Regions from separate parts of the Mus musculus genome. Here region 1 is linked to region 2. A link is a contact called in public ChIA-PET data. All regions are on one chromosome and are shown on one strand. The core of a region is the stretch at or near the end of the contact, and the rest is flanking DNA. Distances in the headings are between cores, read along the strand shown.

Region 1 (6,534 bases), core at 610-3,109, 250 kb after region 2:
ACTTCTAGTCTTCCTTGCTTGTCTGTTCCTTTATTGATACTCTAATTTTGGTGTTTATGTTTTTATTGGAGGAAGCCTTTCATGTTTAGGAGTTGCTGGTGATTTGCTCATAGTTACAAATGAATGAACACTGGAGTTTGAGCTAGCTTGAGACTCTGGGATGTGGTAGGGTGGGTCAATGGAAGATCCTTAACTGTCCTTTTGAGCTGTCTAGATTTTCCAAAGAAATCATATCTCAGGCATTTGCATTTTCAGCTTATTTGGCGGCATTCTGTAAACCAATTGGAGGACACAGCTGAAGGTCACAATATGCTAGAAATAAATGTTCATTTCATGCTGCTTCTAGTATGACCATCTTCAACTCTAGCTGGTGTCTATCACTCCAGAGATCTTGTTTGAATCCCTTCAGAGAGGAGCACTCCAGACTTCTGTCTGGGTAGGAGAGATGCCACACCTGGGTACTTGGGAGGAAAGATTTGTGTGAGCCTCAGGAGGTGCTTCCCACCATTGTGACAAATACCTGAGGTAACCAACATAAAAAGAGGGGAGACTTGCTCTGGTTCCTTTTCAGAGGTTTCATTCCTTGGTCTAGACAAGTTGGCACATTACAGGAGAGAGTGCGCTGTTGGTCACCGCGGCTCACCTCATGAGCAGGCCATGAAAAAAGAGGAAAGAGGTTTCAGAGTCTCTCTGTCCCTTTCCAGGGAGCACCTCAATGACCCGTAGACCTCTCAGAACCTGCCACCTTTTGGGTTTCATTACATCCGGTGCTGGTTAATTCTGATCAACTTGAAGCAAACTAGAGTCACCTGGGAGGAGGGAAACCTCCACCGAGGAATTCCTTTCATCAGCTTGGCCTGTAGGTAAGTGTGTAGGGGCATCTTTTTGATTGCTAATTGATGGAAGAAGGCCCAGCCCATTTTGGGCAGTGTGGGCCTAGGTGGTATAAGGAAGCAAGGTGAGCAAGTCTTGGAGAGCAAGCTGCACCTCTGTGTTCTCGGCTTCAGCTTCTGCCTTGACTTCCCTCTAAGACAAACTGCAACTTATAAGCCAAAGAAACTCTTTGCTCCCCAAATTGCTTTTGGTGAGAAGTTTATCACAACAATAGAGAAACAAACTAGGGCATCTCTGACCACTTCTAGCTGGGGACTAAGGCTTCGTTCGATGCACATTTAGTCTGCAGCTGGTAGCACTGTTTTAAGAGTTTCTTTTAAGAAGTGGGTTTTAGCAAGAGGAAGTGGGTTGCTGTATGGTGGGCCTGAGTTCTCTCTCTTTCTCTTTCCCTCTTTCCCTCCCTTTTTGCTTCCCCCCAAACTGCTAAGATGTAAAGTGTTCCAGTGGCATTCCTTTGCCACTGCTGTGAGCCATATACTATCCATCAGGCCTCTTGTCAGGGTGAGAAGAGTAACCAGTATATGTGACCTCAGTGAGACATGACCTCCTGTCTTCAGTTCCAGCCTCCTTCACACTCCAGAGTGGTGTCTGCTCTGTGAGTCCCCAAGCCTTTGTAGTACTGTCGGTATAGACTGCCTCACTTATGAGGTATCTCTACTGCTGGCTTCGGGTTAACATTTTGTTTGCTTAGTCATTAAGGTACGACTCTGTTTTGCAGCTTCTAACATTTTGTTGCTTGTATCATTTTGTTTCTATGCTTTTGAGAACCTGTGCTTTGAAAATCCCTTTGCAGTAATATTAACAAGGCTGCGAGAACAAGCAAAAGTAACTGCATGTTTGATCACTCCTTATTTAGAATTCTTTATTCTCTTCCTTTGGATTAAAACCACCCAGGATAGTCTAATCATAGCAGGCTTTAGTCATCTCTCTACCATCTGCACTTTCAGAGCCTTCTCTGAAGATAGATTGTGTGTGTGTGTGTGTGCACATGCATATATTTGAGACCGTGCAGACATATGCATGTACGAGCATGCCTGCAGACCCTAAAGCTACGGTTTTGCTGGATTCCCTGAGAATGTATTGCAGCATAGCAAATGGGTATCACATGTGACATATTGTAATATATGCACGGAGGTATAAAGCATACCCATGGCTTTGGCCTTAGTTCATTCCACAGAGCAAGAGGAAATTTTAACCTATAGAATCACATAGTGTAGAATTCGACAGCTTTTCAGTTGCATCAGGGTTGAGTGTTATAGGATTGGATTGGTGCAGTGGGGGACATTCAGGTTTAAAGTACACTAACTTGAAGCCTTTTGTTGCCTATCATTTCATCTTTCTCAGCCTCCATTTTCACACCTATAAGGTGGGGTGGGTGGCCTCCTGGTAGACCCCAGTGTAACCTCTTACACCATAGAATAAAGAGGTTACAGAATAAAGACTATCAAAGGTGGCTCTGAGGTTAAGAGCAGTAGCTGCTCTCCCAGAGGCCCAAAGTTTAGTTCCCAGCATCCACAATGAGTGACTTAAAGCTGTTTATAACTCCAACTTTACCCGTTGCCTTTGGCCTCCTCAGATACCTGTGATTACATGTACACACACACACACACACACACACACACACACACATGGACGGATGACAGAGGTCATCCTGGGTGTGATTCTTCAAGAGCCCTACATTGGTTTTTTTTGAGACAAGGTCTCTCACTGAACCTGGTACTCACAAATAAGGCTAAGCTAGCTGTCCAGTGAGCCCTAGGGATCCTCTTGTTGCCCCACCCCAGTGCTGGGACCATAGGCCCACCATAATTGTTGGTCTACCTCAGTGCTGGGACCATAGGCCCACCACAACTGTTGGCCCAACCCAGTGCTGGGACCATAGCCCATCATAAGTCCTGTACTGTTTAGTTTTGTCAACTTACACAAACCTAGTCATATCTGGGGAGAGGAACTGCAACTGAGAAAACACCTCCATTGAATTGGCCTATGGGTACATCTGTAGAGCATTTTCCTGATTAATGATTGATGTGGGAAGGCCCAGCCCACTGTGGGTGGTACCATCCCTAGGCAGGTGGTTCTGGACTGTATAAGAAAGGTAAGATAACTGTGGGCCTAAGAACAGCCGCTAAGCAGCACTCCCACATAGTTCCTGCCCCTGCTCCTGCTTGAGTTCCTGCCCTGACTTCCTTCAATAATAGTCTGAGGTAAGGATGTATAAGCCAAACAAACCCCTTCCCCCAGGCTACTTTGGGCCGTGGTGGTTATCACAGCAATAGAAGGCAGACTAGGATAATGTTCAACTTTTACCTGGGTGTGAGACCAAACCCAGGCCTTCATGCTTGTGTGACTTTATTGATTTTTACATGCTTTATTGGCAGTCCTGACTGAACAGCCCTTTAATGTCTTAATTTCCTCACTGCTGAGAGGAGGGACCTTGAGCATGTTGACATTTTCAGGTTGGTCCTGCAGAACAATACACGGAATCAGAATTGCTGCTTGGTAAGATGTAGATCCCCAGCGCTCCCTACTCCAGTCAGAGTCTCTGGCAGGGAAGGAACTCCAGTCTGTGCTGTAATGGCTTCCTGGGACTATGCCAGTGCCTTCCTTATCTAGCATTGTGCTGTCAAGTGGCTCTCCAGACAGACTGAAGTGCCAGTTAGCTGGTCAGTGGAGATGGCTGCCAGTGCCTGGGGTAGGAGTTGGGAGTCCTGGGATGATGATGGAAGAGTTTGTGGGATTCCATCAGGCCAGTGAGGTTGAAAGTTGGGCTTCCTTAGTCATGACAGGAGATACAAATCTGCCGGAAAAATCCATTTCCTCTTATGTCCACAAGGGGTCAGTAAAACATCAGGTCTGTCTTTGTTTAAATTTCAGAACAAAAGAATTTTGGCAATGCAGGACAGGCCAGATAAGCCTTATTTATGGCTAGCTTCCCAGCTTCTGAGCGCCTCTAAGAATCACTCTTTTCGGAGGGAAGTGCATTAGCCCACAGGCCTGAAAACTTACTTTCAACCTTTTCTAAAATAACTGTCCTGGGGGCTCCGGAAGTCACTTTAAGATAGAGAAAATTCCGAGCCTTGTATTTCCTGAGGGTGTCTCTTTAGAGTCGTTCAGGATGGCTGGGCAGCTGCTGGAGGGCCTGTAGCAGAGTTGTTAGGCAGAATAGTTGGGCAGCCACCTGAGGACCTAGGGCAGGATTACTAGCCCAGTTTTGGAGGCTCTAAGAGGCTACAATACCTCACTGAAGATGCAAAGTATTGGAACTGAGTCAGACACCATCTGCTACCTCTTTGTCCAGGGCCATCTTCATAAAACCCTGGTTGTCTTTTATTATCACCTTGTCTGAGTTCAGAAGTTTTTTGTTTTTTTGGTTTTTTCTTTCTTTTTTTTTTCTCTTGCTCAGTTTTCCTTCATTTAGAAGCACAGCCACAGGGTGAACATGGAAGGGCCTGATGTACCATTCCCTTCCTGGGCTTTTGTGCCTCCCTGACATAAGATCTGAGAGCTATCCACAGTGACTGATGCACCCCAGGTGATCGCCTAGGGGCGTAGAGCTTTGAAGGTCCTTCCTCCTGTCCCCACGCCCTCCTTCCCTCCTGTATGCTGGTGGCTAAGGACAGATGAGCTACAAATCTGTAAAGTGCCAGGTCACAGAATTCTGTAAGCGCCAGACACTTGACTCCAAGAGCTCGTAACGATCAACACTGGTAAACTCATCAATTAATTAATCAGCTTGTTTGCCAGACCTCACAAGAGGAACTCTGACACACTGGGCATTTTCCTGGGCATGGGTGTTTCATAGCCGAATATGATGTGGGCTTTGCTACGAAGGAAATATGTTTCAAGCAGAGTTTCAAGCAGAGAATGTCAAAGATAAAATCAATGGCCCTGGTGCACCATGGAGAGGGTTGTAGTGGGAAGATAAAGGAACATGACATGAAGCCTCTCCCACCTGGTGGGGGAAGAGCTGACAAATGACATTTCCTAAGCATCCATGAGAGAATCCATGTGGGGTTAGTGAGGGGTGGTTTGAAAGACAAAGTTAGGAAACCTCTCTGTACATACACCTGGGCCACATTCCCTCACAGAGCCCCTGTAGCTAAGCAACGTGGTGGCCCACCCCTATTCGACAGGATGATGTGTGTGTGTGTGTGTGTGTGTGTGTGTGTGTGTGTGTGTGCAGGCTCCTTGAGAAGGACTGAATGAAGCAAGCCTTCCTGCTCCCTCGGTCTCTGACTGCTTGTCTCTGCCCCAAGGGTCCTGGAGGTTGGGAGTGAGTCCTGAACATCAGTTCCCTGGCATCCACTCAGAGCCCAGCTTGCTAGGATTCTGGAAGACCAGGTCTAGATGGGTGCAGGTCTCTTTGGCAGAACGTGTGCTGGGAGATGACTTACAGTTTCTTATACCAGGAAAACTCCTTCCTTTTTCTCTTTTTTTTCTTACTGGGAAGCAATTTATCTAGATTTTCCCAAGCCCATTCTAGAATTAAAATGGAAACTCTAGAGTCCTTAGGATGCCCTCCCTCTGGGCCAGCTGGGTGGCTAAGGTATTCTTTGGTTCTTCCCCTCTTTAACATGTTTCTGGTACACACTGCATCTGTCGTTTCTCTTTGCTGGGAGCAGAGGTGGTTTTGATTAGGATGAGGGCAAAGCTTTGCTCCATAGGCCTGCTTTGCAGTACCCAACTCTATTACACTCTTCTTTGGGGAATTTCTGCTCACACCCCCTGTGGCTTTGAGCTCTCTGTAGTGGATGATTCATCCTGGTATAAGAACCATTGAAATCTCTCTCCCCCTTCTTCCTCCCCTCCTGCTCCCCTCCCCCCACCCATCATGATTTCTGCAGACACACTGACTACCCTCTGCCTGATAAGGGCTGCCTTAACACAGCCTCACAGCTTGGTGGCTTAAATAAGAATATAGTCTCTCACGGCTGGTGTCTAAATCAAGGCATCCATGAGGCACCTCCCAGAGCCTCTGGTGAAATACCAACTCTGCTGCTGCCATCAAGGCCTTCCCCCTGGCCATCTCTTCTTTCTATATGGACAACTGCCAGAAAAAAAGATGGTTTTTCTAACTTACTCTAACATGACCTCGCCTTAGCTGATCTCATCAGCAATGACCCAGTTTCCACACAAGGCCATGTTCTTTCTGAGGTATCTGACTTTGATGCCAACGTTGGGGACCACTCATAACAAGCAGCATCCTTTTTTTTTTCTCCTGGAGTTTAGAACCCAGAGCTTTGCACTGCTTTGAGTAGAGGATGGTTGCATACTCTGTTCCTGAGTCCTCTGACCACTTACTGGTCTTTTAAGAAAGCTCTTTTTCTTATCTCTTAACAAGTTATTTAAATATCTCTGTTCTTGTTTGCTTTCTCGGATTTAATCATTTTAATTTATTTTTCCATGCCTCACCCCTTTCAAAATCCTGGGAACCTCACCCACCCTGCCTCTGGTCAGGAAGTCTTTTCTCCGAAGCTCCCAGGGCTTGGCCAACCTTTATTTCAGCCTTGCCTGGGAGTCTCTCACCACCTTTCCATGCTCTGCCCTGGAGATCTGTGCAAGGGCTGGGAGGGGAGGGGTGTGGTGAGGAGGCAGGGTCTCCACCTAAAGTGTTACTAAATACTTGAAATCTATCTCCAC
Region 2 (6,323 bases), core at 1,607-4,106:
GATCAAGTCAGTCTGTTAGTTGAGGACCTTAAAAATGCTTGATGGTTCATTTCAGAGAATCTGGTTCAGGGACTCAGAGGGGGAGATTCTATTCTCTTAGGATCACCTCCCTGCCAGACTCAGTCTGGTCCCCAAATCTTCCATCTATCAAGCATGTGGGGTGCCTTCAACAGGAATCCTAAAAATCATAAGAAACAAGACAAGAGAAACCTATATAGTGGGAAGTCCTCAAGGAACAGTTTTCAGGACAGGTCACCCTTGATGCCCCTCTAGGTGGCCTTGCCTGGCATCCATATAGTGCCCCAAACCCTCATCTTCACCCATCAGCTATGGATTTGGCTAGACTTATTTTGGGCTCTGGTAGCCTGGTGGAACCAGGGCTGGACTCAGATGAACTACACCCCGCCATCAGAGATTGTACCCTGCCTCCTATACCCTCTGGGGTCAGACTGTGGTGATGGAGGAAGGTCCTCGTCACAGCCGCTGCCTCTTCTCTATGACCTGATTATCCCACTGCCCAGGAATTCAGTTCCTCCATGGTTTTGCAAACACTGACCCCTCATGTTTATAGGCTGCACAGACTCTGCAGGAAGAGAGGTCCCTGTGTTTCTTTGTTGGGACTTTGATGCCTATCCTAGCACAAGACCGAGTCCTGTGCAGGCTTCCTATTCTCCCTCTGGTCACAGTACTCATTCACATGGCTGTTGCTGGGCAATCTCACTCTCTGGAGGGCTCTTGTGTGACTAAGTCCTGTATACTTTTAATTATCTGACTCTAGAGGACTGGAGGGACACTCTCTGCCTTGGGCAGAGCTTTCCCCAAGGACTGAGGTGTTGTTTGCCTTTCTCTCAGGCTTCTTCCCACTCTCCCTCTGTGGGGCTCCCTAGATCTGCCACATGTCACCCTGTTTATTGAATTATGTAGAAAATGAGCCAAAAAGCCTACTTGTGTTTTGTCATAAATGAATATATAGAGGAGACTTGGAATTACATACATGTGCATCTTCAAGCCACAGCACCCGATTATTCTGTCTTCACTGAAGGAGGGGAACCCTTGCTTTGGGGCCAGACTGTGACTCACTTCTAGGTTGTCAATACCCACCAAACAGGTATGTGTGTGTGTGTGGGGGGGGGGGGGTTGCTAAGCCTCAGTGTTCTTATTTATAAGATGGGGCTAAAACTTCCCTTGAAGGGGCATGAACCTTAAAAGACAACACCCAACACCCACACCATATACCTACCACATGGCATATGATAAGCGACAGCCTTTTAAAAATAATAGATATAAAAATATTGTAGTTATCATGGCTGGCGCTGAATACTGAAAACTTGGTGCTGTGAATCAAATGCCCCAGGGAACGCCAGACTGTAGGACAGAGAATGATCAATTTTGCCCTCTGACTCCCCTACTCCCACTCTCAGTTCTGAACAGGGCTTGTAGCTCCATCTTGGAATAATTTTACTGTGGTTCCTGTAGTCTCTGAGTTTGGGTTACAAGGACAAAACACTTCTGTGTGGTCTGGATGTAATCATCAACTCAATTAGGTCAGACAGGAAGTCAAAGAACAGGTAGGTGAAGAAAGGAGATGCCATTATAAGTGTGAGGGCTTAGGCTCCCCACTGTGGGACTTACCAGAGGGAGCTCCCAGGTTCCCTACCTTCCAGACGGGAAGAAGAAAGGTCTGAGGGGTTGAGAACAGGTCTGTGAGGATGTCTCTTCCTGTTCTCCATCTATTGTCTGTAGGGCCACTGAAATATGGCTATTTTACTCTCTGCATCATTAGGTCTTAATGCTTAGGAAGTTGCAATAGGAATGGCTCCCTAGAGAGAGGAGTGTCTCCAAACCCATAGCCTTCTACACCTCCTGGGGTGTGGCGTGACACCTGTATGGAACCACACAGCCTTCTAGGATGGTGGGATCATCCTGGCTTGCTTTAACGCAAGTAGGCTATGGAAAGTCTGATGGACAGGGACAGGCTATAGAAAAAAAGGAACTGGTCCTGTAGTTCAGAAAAAGGTCACAAGGCCACTGCCCAGGATTTCTGTAGTTTCTGAGGTACCCCTGGCCAACATGAAAGGGCCTAGTTAGAGCTCGGAGGAAGGGCTAGTACTGGCTAGGGAAGGCTCTCCTTCCTGCACAGGAAGACAGCAGCACACTGCCCCTCAACTACAGACATGTTGACTTGCCACAGTTTTGCACCTACCTCCTGGCTGTGTATGCAGAGGAGATGATGGGTGGCTTCCTACACGAATCTGGCCTTCTTAGTTCAGAGTTCTCAGCGGGAGCTGAAGAGCCTGTTACAGGGATCCCTACATTGAAGGGATTGGGAAAAGTCATTTAATTTGTGTTATGGATGCAGAGCACACCAACACCAAGCCATGCAACTCACACCTAACCGAAGCCATCAGACGGAGCAGAGCTGGGAGCCATACCCTGTGGTTGCCTGAGGTCTCTAGCACAGGATGTTTTTTTGTCATACAAGCCCCATCGAGTACATTCTACCACCTGCTGCTACGCAGGAGGCTGGCATGGCAGAGCGTATTCTGCCCCACCCTAAGTCAGCAGATCCAAACCAAGATCCCAAAGCATCTTCCTCCACAGTTACCTCAAGTCCCAGGTTCTGTCTCAAGTGTCTCAGGAGAGCCTTCAGCCCTTTCTTTCTAGGTCTCTCTGGTCTCAGAAGGCTGGGGAAGCTGTCAAGCCGAGTTTCTGAAGAAGTTTCTAAACCCCCTCACCATTTTCTTCTTATACTGACGTTATTTTCGCACAGCAGCATGCTGAAACAGGAAACACAAGCCACAGTGTTCACAAACCTCAGTTCCTCTCCTTGCCCTTAGCAATTTGAGAGGGCCCCTGCACTCTTGGGGCCTCCAGGGCTGGTGAGGAAGTCCACCCAGGCACCCACTCTCCAACTACCTGATTGGTCTGCTCTCTGGCAGTTTCAGCCCAGTATTCACTTCCTCTGGTTGGTGCTGTAGCTCGGTAGGTAGAGTGCTTACTTGCCTAGCAAGCACAAAGCCCTAGACTCCACCCCCAGCATTAAAAGCCAGACCTGAAACCCCGGCATTCAGGAAGTAGAGGCAGGAGGACCAGGAGGTCAAGATCATCCATATTGAGTTCAAGGCTAGCCTGAGCTACATGAAACCCTGTTTAAAAAAAAATGTTTTTCTAGGACTACACAGGGATGAATTCTGGGCCATATCTATACCTTGCCACTTCTGTGGTAAGACCCAGGAGGGATGTTTCTCATACCATCTAGCTGTTTGGAGTCTCTTTTTCCCAATACTGGCATTGGGTAGAGTCTCCTGTGGTCTGAAGGATCTGTGTGTTTTGTGGAGTTCCAGATCCTTGAGGGCATCCTGGATTCATGTCTTTATGAGGCAGTGTGGAGGGGTGAAATATGGAGGGCTAGAGGGCAGAAGGCAGGTAGCCAAAAGAATCTGAAAAATCCCAGTGAATTGAACTAAGAAATTTTGGGAAAAATTAAAGAGAACTGATACATTAAAAAGAAACTTACAAATGGGAAATCCCAGAGCAACTCAGGATAGATAAACAGGAAACTGAGTTTGTACAAGTTCAAGGACTGCTCTGCAACCTTCTGAACAAGCCACTCAGTATGGAGACTATACAGTTCGAAATGTGTGAGGCAGGTGTGAGACAGGTGTGAGGCAGGTGTGAGACAGGTATGAAGCAGGTGTGAGGCAGATAATGATATATTCAAGTAGCTAGGATAAGTTTTGTTAACATGGAGAACTTATCACAGTCCTCTTCATGACTGCTATTTCCTCATTCTCTTAAGAGAAAAAGTCAAGAAGTAGGCAGGAAGGAAGCACGCAGGCCAGATTCTTATACTAGAACCCAGACCAAGGAGGCTCCTAGGGTGAGAAATACCCGAGAACACAGGGAGACAGGAGATTGTATCAGAATTGCCATAGATCCTTTTGGACTTTATTAAAAACTATATAGAAATGTATACAGAGATCAAATTCTTATCTATGGCTGGGTACTCTTTGGGTGCTATACTCATGCTACTGGGACTAATGTTAATGCAAGTTCAAAGTCACATAGCATGGGTTCATGAGTACATGGGTACATGAGTGCATGAGTGCATGGGTGCATGAATACATGAGTGCATTACCAGCCCAAGTAATTTATTCTAGAATAAAGCTCCAGGTACTTTTATTAGTCTACTAGTGGTATCTATCTATCTATCTATCTATCTATCTATCTATCTATCTATATGCTGTGGTTTGGATCCCCCAAAGTTCCACATCTCAGAGCCTAGCTCCCCACCTCAGCACTGCTGGAAGGTGCTAGAATCTTGGGAATGGGCTTATTGGGAGGCAGTTAGACTGTTGGTAGTGTGTCCTCAGAGGGGAGAGTCCATCTAGGCTCTTCTCTCCACTTTTTACTTTCTAGTCATGAGGTGAGCTTTTGCCCTATCACGAAGTTCTGCTCTGCTGTTCACCTCATCACAGGCCTGGAAACGTCTGAGGTAACTGATCATGGAATGAACCTTCCAAACTTCTCTCTTCATAACTTATTTTTTGGGGGAGTTTGTTAAGGCGAGGGAAAGCTGATTGACAAACCTTGAGTCTGTCAGGAGGTCTGGGGTAGGCAAACTGTTGTTAGTCTTTCGAAGACTTTGCTCTTTAGTCTTTCAAGGATTTTGCTGGTCACTTTTAAATCAGATGTCCACACATCTCAGAGGTGGTCCAACATCCAGTCATTGGGTGGGAGCAATAGTATTCATCCCCTACATTTACAAGGTTGTCTGCTATGCTACATGGAGCTAGTTGCAGTCCACATCTGTGGCAGATCAGGCACTCAGCCCTCTGTGGGGTCTGTGTGGGCCTTGTTGGTGGAGTGTCATTTAGACATAAAAATCTCGGTTTTCTGTATAAGAAGGGTTCACGGTAGACAAGATCTGTGTTTGTTGTATAGATTCTGTGAGGTGACTGCCTGTTATCAAGAACTATTTACTATCCATCCAACTTGCATGAGGCTGAGTTTCATCTGTAGTACCACATAAATTGATCATGGTGGTGTATACATATAATCTCAGAGCTCTGAATGTGGAGGCAGGAAGATTAGGAGTTCAAGGTCATTCCTTGCTGCATAGGGAGTCTGAGGCCAGCCCATATACCCTACATGAAAAAAAATTACATTACAGCCAGAGCCACAACCTTGTACAAAGCCCATTGCAACCTCACACACACAGTCATATGCATGCCACATACACACGTATATATCTAGTAACACATGCACATGTGTGTGGGCATGTACACACACACACACACACACACACACCTTACAGCTTCTGAAAGGGCATCTGGCCTGTTTAATCTTGGACAGCTGTCACCCTTGTTATTGACCTTTGCCACTGGGATAATTTAAGAGCTCTCATCTAATCCCCCTTTGCTTGCCGCACCTCCAACTGCCTTGTGGTTTACTGTAGCATGTGTGTCCCTGACACAGCACTTGTCCTGAATCAGCATAGCTAATGCATCTCTCTCTGCTGTTTAGCTCAACAGTGCTGAAGACCCAAAGGCTTGCCATAGTGCACCTATATCAGGATCTGTTCTTAGGATCCAGCATTGCAAAGGGCAAGTTACTTTTTTGTCCTAATATGATAAGAGGGGGCACACTAAGCTTTAATTTTATCATCCTTCAGGATATATCCTCAGGCCTGGAGAGGGGTTTATCATGGATAGATGGGTATACACATATGTAGTAACTGACAGAAAAGCGAAGTTAAGGTAGACTGAAAAAGGAGGCCTTCCAGCCAACACAGGACACACTGCTGTCAGTTTTCAGAGCATCATCTCAGTGTCTTTCTTCCCTCCTCTGTGACAAGGAAGAAAAGCACACGAGTTAAAATTTCCCCTCATCCTGAAGGGCTGTTTTCTATACTGGGAAGTGTCCCACTTTTTCAGGGCCCAGCCTAAGCTCCCACCTCTTCTTCTAGGTAGTGCTTGAACTAACAAGCAGTACTTGGAGACTAAGATAATGACATTGCTTACTTATGGACAGATTTATATAAATTACCAAGTTAGCAAATCATCCTTTATAAAAATACGAAATGCTTCCACTCCTTGCCGTGTAAAAGCCATTTACTCCTATGACTTTTGAGGTCAGAACCCTCACAAACGGCTTCAGCTCAGAGTCCCAAGGACTCAGCAGAGGTGACTCCTTAAGTACTGTCTGATTCTAGAGACCTGGACTCTAAAGTAAGGTAGTTATTTAGTAGTGTGGTCACTATTTATCTGATAGGTCCAGCCCCGGTTAAACTATCCTGATTACGTCACAAATGGTGCCCACTC

The links. ChIA-PET counts read pairs in DNA pulled down with a chosen protein or histone mark.
Region 1: an RNA polymerase II ChIA-PET map of memory CD8 T cells shows a contact between it and region 2, with 13 read pairs. The contact joins the enhancer-like site here to the promoter of Traf3ip3 in region 2. A contact is called at or near these places in 1 of 15 datasets of contacts at CTCF or cohesin (CD8 T cells), 2 of 484 Hi-C or Micro-C datasets (embryonic stem cells and liver), 1 of 115 datasets of contacts at active chromatin or transcription factors (memory CD8 T cells) and 1 of 9 other capture datasets (adipose tissue).

What each region holds. Positions count from the first base shown.
Region 1 is chr1:193,445,997-193,452,530 of GRCm38.p6, forward strand. No RefSeq gene overlaps it. Among named protein-coding and RNA genes, the nearest start is that of Gm31753, 30 kb to the right of the region's middle. RefSeq lists an enhancer at 3,333-4,189. Within about 2 kb of position 1,860, at least 32 of the 459 cell types and tissues checked have an H3K27ac peak or open chromatin away from gene starts, as enhancers often do. A contact at or near this core is called in CD8 T cells and memory CD8 T cells, where this site is marked.
Region 2 is chr1:193,198,690-193,205,012 of GRCm38.p6, forward strand. It overlaps Traf3ip3 (TRAF3 interacting protein 3), which reads right to left and starts at 2,857. Exons shown (of 16, transcript NM_153137.4): 1 at 2,606-2,857; 2 at 2,204-2,309.